Regions from separate parts of the Danio rerio genome. Here region 1 is linked to region 2. A link is a contact called in public Micro-C data. All regions are on one chromosome and are shown on one strand. Each heading gives the region's core, a stretch centred on a gene start, on an enhancer-like site or on the middle of the called end of the contact. The rest is flanking DNA. Distances are from core to core; before and after follow the strand shown. Region 1 overlaps mcf2la (mcf.2 cell line derived transforming sequence-like a). Region 2 holds the start of mcf2la (mcf.2 cell line derived transforming sequence-like a).

Region 1 (2,700 bases), core at 135-2,634, 120 kb after region 2:
ATTAATCCATTAGAATGATCTGAATTGACATGACGATCCATACAGTGCTATATAATAGTTTGCAAGCATTAAATGAATGATTTCTCTCTGATCAAACAGGATCAGGTTGACAAAGTGTTTCAGAAGCAGCTGTCCATGCAGGAAATGTTTGAGAAGAGAAGGGTCAGTCTGAAGAAGCTAGCAGCTAAACAAACTCGACCCGTGCAGCCTGTCGCTCCACGTCCTGAAGCCATCATCAAAACACCAGTCTCATCTCCAGGTTAGCACTAAAACCTGATTTTGTAGCTTATGTTTGATTCTATGGCATGACACAAACGCTTTGGGTGAAATTTATTCAGCAGTTTTTCACCCAAGTTATTTGTAATCTGTGTTATTGGCCAGCTGTAGATATCTGATAGGATTAAATGGGGCTATACTGTATGTAGAATTCAGAAACCCTTGTTATAAACAGAGAAAGGTCTCATTTAAAAAACAAAAAACCCTACAAATTTTTGAAAAAAAAGTAAATTTACAATCCCCCTAGAGTTAAACAGATGAGTGATTCTGTTTTTGAATTCATTCAGTCAATCTCCGGGTCTGGTGGGAGCACTTTTAGCTTAGCTTAGCATAAATAATTGAATCGGATTAGACCATTAGCATCTCGCTCAAAAATAAAACGAGTTTTAATTTTCTTATTTAAAGCTTAATTCCTTTGTAGTTACATTGTGCATTTAGACTGACATAAAATGAAAGTTGCCATTTTCTAAGTCGATATGTCTATAAACTATACTCTCATTCTGGTGTAAAAATCAAGGAAATTTGCTGCTGTTCCATGTCTGCAGCAGGAATAGTGCCATTAGTCTTAGTACATTATGTAACTACAGAATAGTCAAGCTGTAAATCATAAAATTACTGATACTTTTTGGTCATTTCTGAGCAAGAAGCTAATGGTGTAATCTGTTTCAATGATTTATGCTAAGCTAAGCTAAAAGTGCTCCCAGCAAAGCCGGAGATTGGCTAAATGGATTCAGAAGTGGTAACAACACATTACAAGTTGTAAAATGAGCCTATTCCAAAGTGGATCGTTTCTTTAACTTTTATTACAAGCTATTCACGCACGGTCAATAAATGTTTCTTTCATTACAGCTTCTTCATATAGCTAAATTATGCTACTCCCTTTATTTATTTCTGAATTAACTCTTAATAAACTTCAATGAATATTACATGAGCTGAGCCTTTTTAGCTGAGGTAAACACATTAAAACAGCAGTATATTCAGTGGAGCGGTGGTTTCTGTCCTCTGCAGTGCGCTAATGTTTGTCCTCTCAATGTCGTCCACTAACCCACTCCACACACTCCTGCACACTGCCTATTCTTATTTCTGATCGCTCATGCACATTAAACATGGCAGACTTATTTCACACTCCTGCCATCTGGTGTTCATAATTGAGAACTGCAGGGGTTTCAATGTGTGTCGTATTTAAAGGGATAGTTCAAAACCAGAATCCACACTGTAAAAAATGCCGGGTTCCACACAAGTCTTTCTTGTTGTTCCATCACAAATCAATAAAGTTAACTTATTCTTTAAACAAATTAAAGTAGATTGAACACAACACAACTAAGTTGTCCCCAAAAAAACTCAGCAGTTGTGTTGATTCAGTTGATTTTGGATAGTTAGTTAGAACCAACAGCAAGAACATTTTTTGAGTGCATGGATTCTATAGTATGATTAAAAAAAGTCAATGACTGCTGTTTTACGCAATTCTTTAATATATCTTAAACAGGTTAGGAGCAAGTGGAGCACAAGTAAGGCTCAATCCCAATTCTATTTTTGTATATCTCATTCTCAGTCACTAGACTTTTCAGACTGGGTATTCGAGTGCCATTGAGTGTCAGATGTGAAAGTATGTCGTGTGACTGCTATACTTGGTTTATTATTAGGGATTATATGGCGAAATTTTTTCAAAAGTTTTTATTTTAGTGTTTTTTGTTTGTTTTTAACGGTAAAACATGAACTCAGTTATGATTGTATTAAAGCACGTGTTTGTTTGTTGTAAAAATTCATAAAAATGACAAAAATACTAATTTGTGCATCTCCTGATTCCCGTGTGCAGCCATGCTGCCGGTGTAGCTGGTGTATTCTGGGAAATTTTCTTACCCGTTTGGTTTCGAGTGTGGTCCTGGAAAAACTTTTAAGGGGTATCTAGCCCTTCCCCTCAGCCCTACGCCTTCAAGCTAAAGAGAATCAGGACACTCCTGCTGCTTCACGTGAACGCTCAAAACAAAGGGGAAGGGCTAAGTGGTAGAATTGGGATTAGGCCTAAATGATAACAGAATTGTATTTTTTGGATGAACTATTCTTTTAAGTAGCAGCTGTGGATTTTGTGTTGATTATTTGTGGTTTTAAGCTATATGTGTTTTATTCCAGCTCATAGAGAGAAGTCTATAGAAGGCGACGTCATCAATGGAAACTGCAAAAAAGTGGGTATCTATTTTAATTCAATAAGGAACACATGCTACAGTTGATGAGGTGTCAGAAATAAAATTTTCCTGTTTTATGTCAGTTGAAGGGTCAAATAAAGAGTAAAAAACTAACATAAAAGCAAAAATATAAGAAACAATTTGTTAAAAGTAAGATATTTTAGCAGTTATGTTTCTTTAGTTAAAACAACAAGTTTAAAGTTGAGATCTCCCATATTTTTGTCTGTATTATTCAGTCCTT
Region 2 (2,700 bases), core at 11-2,510:
TCTCCTCTAAAGGCTTATTATGTGGTCTCTGTTGCCATCTTGTGGATAGACAACGTCAACCGTCTTTGGTCTACTCAGTATAGCAGGCTAATAGCTGCCAATGCGCTGTCTCAGAAATTATAAATATTCAAAATAGGGAATATCCTTATAAATGAACTGCATAGTTGCAATCTAAACTATATTCTTGACCAAAAAAAGCCTCAAAAGTACATGATGTTGTCCAACAGCTGCAATATTTGTATAATATAAGCGGTACAAATGCTTTTACTGGCAGAATATATCAACCAATCAAAATCAAGACCCAAACCAAACTGTTGTATGTATGTGTGTATATATATATATATTCATTCATTTTCTTTTCGGCTTAGTCCCTTTATTATTCTGGGGTTGCCACAGCGGAATGAACCACCAATTTATCCAGCATATGTTTTACGCACCGGATGCCCTTCAAGCTGCAACACCCATCTCTGGGAAACATTCATACACACTCATTCATACTCATACACTACAAACAATTTAGCTTACCCAATTAACCTTTACCGCATGTCTATGGACAGTGGGGGAAACCGGAACAGTTCTGTCTGATTCTTGAAACAATCATGCTCTGCTTTAAAACGTTTTAAATTTATAAAACATAAAAATCACAGAGAGTTGGAATAGATGTTTTAATCCCAGTTTCTTTGCAAAAAAAAAAAAGGTTCTGTGGACTGGATGTGTACACATGTTATTATAGAAACATGGTGCCTGTCAATCAATTTGGTGGGGCGGGGAAACCACGCTCTTACTTCCCGTTGCATTGGGCCTCAAAATCACTGGTATTTGGGTGCTATTGTAACGTTAAGAATTAAAAAAAAAAAAACAGACACTCTTTGGGTTTCTAACACTCCAATATGACAGTGGACACACTACAACTTTAATCAGTTCTGTCCAAACAGCATAAAGTTGATTTTCATCATAGGTGCCCTTTAGACTACGATATGTAATCGCTTTAATGTCTTTTAGAAGCCTTGAATGTAATATGGAGGGGGAAGTATTAAAGCATTAAACAACAGAACTGTGACAAACCTTCTTGCTGTGCTGGTTCGAGTCTTGGCTTTTTGTTTGCTTTTATGTTTGTCCAATATTGTGTTTGAGCATTGTTGTCTTTTATGAATTGTTTCTCTTCTTTAAAGTGCTATTCAGCTTCTGGGAATTTAAAACAAATGTAATTTTGTAATTCTGCTTGTCGAACACAAGATGTCGCCACGTTCCTCAAGCACAGAGTTCTGAGCTCCTCGAGGTACAGTCTTGATGCAGGTAATGCAGCACTACTCATCCATGATTCTATCTACTACATTTGTGTAGTTTCATCCTTTGACGATATCAAATTGTGTTTAATTTTTATAAACGTCTGCAAAATAACGACTGAAAAAATACAGAATTAACCACGAACAAACCCAAATGTCCTTTCTTGACCTTGAATTCGATGATGACTGCAGTGTATTAAATGCCATGCAGTTTTTTTTTTTCAAATTATGACTGTTTGACATATATGACATGGATATGACAACACACCTGGTGAGTTTCAAGTTTTATGGGGACTTACCACACACTAACGTATTTTTTAATACCTAACTGTATTTTCCTCTGTTACTTTTACTTTCCCCCTAAACACGACACTCGCATGTTTGAAATACTTCATTCTGTGATACACACACATTGTAAAGATGTTTTCTAAAAAAAAACTAAAAACTATGGGACTAAAAAATCAAAATGACTGGTATTAGTTTCTTTTGATTAAACATTTGGTCTCCACAATGTCAGGTACACACACTTGGTGAATTGTGATGACATTTCCATAGATTTTCATTGTTTTTATGCAACTATACTATTTTCTATTACTCTACGCCTGCTTCTTACAGTAAACTGTAGTTCTACCTTCTGAAGAAAAGAAAACTCATTCTGTATGATTTATAGACATTTTGAAAAATGAGGACATCAGCAATGTCCTCATAATTCACCATCTCTTTGTAAATACCTGTGCCATACATTGTAAATTGTAAAAATGCTGGGTTCCACAGAGGTCCTGCATGTTGTCCCAACACAAATCAATAAAGTTAATTTACAGTAATTGTTTTTACAAACTCAAGTGAATTGAACAATTAAAACTATTAAGTTGTCCTCCCCCAAAAAACCCATAATTGTGTTGATTCCGCTAATTTTAAAGAAGTAGTTAGAAAAAGCAGTAAAACACACACTCACACACACACACACATACACACACACACACACACACACACACACACACACACACATGAATACTTACACAAACTGAGCACATGCATGTTTGTAGGTCATGGTTCCTTTGTCAGAGTTGTAAATACAGTGACCTTAACATTACTCATATGCGCATACCTGTGTGTGTGTGTGTGTGTGTGTGTGTGTGTGTGTGTGTGTGCACAAACTGCCTGGTTGATGCAGAGCCTAAGTGTACATGTGTGTCAGTGTGTTGCTGTCTCATCTTTGCTGCTTTGCTGAGGCATCTCTCTCTCTCTCTCTCTCTCTCTCTCTCTCTCTCTCTCTCTCTCTCTCTCTCTCTCTCTCCAGCATCTCTTGCAGCAGCAGTCTTCAGCTTCAGTCGTGTGTTCTCCTCTGCAGCTCCTGCTCTCCTGGCTCCTGCTCATCATGATCCTGTGGGTGAAGATGGGAGAGGACTCTCTG

The links. Hi-C and Micro-C count contacts between places; a contact is called where the count stands out from the background.
Region 1: a Micro-C map of caudal fin shows a contact between it and region 2, with 9 times the contacts expected there. The contact joins the enhancer-like site here to the promoter of mcf2la in region 2. A contact is called at or near these places in 4 of 18 Hi-C or Micro-C datasets (caudal fin, embryo, hematopoietic stem cells and 1 more).

Annotation. Positions count from the first base shown.
Region 1 is chr1:49,876,292-49,878,991 of GRCz12tu, forward strand. mcf2la (mcf.2 cell line derived transforming sequence-like a) reads left to right here. Exons shown (of 30, transcript XM_073954173.1): 14 at 100-259; 15 at 2,407-2,459. Among named protein-coding and RNA genes, the nearest start is that of cab39l, 28 kb to the right of the region's middle. Within about 2 kb of position 1,385, at least 8 of the 62 cell types and tissues checked have an H3K27ac peak or open chromatin away from gene starts, as enhancers often do.
Region 2 is chr1:49,757,634-49,760,333 of GRCz12tu, forward strand. It overlaps mcf2la (mcf.2 cell line derived transforming sequence-like a), which reads left to right and starts at 1,261. Exons shown (of 30, transcript XM_073954173.1): 1 at 1,261-1,296; 2 at 2,638-2,700. The coding sequence starts at 1,291.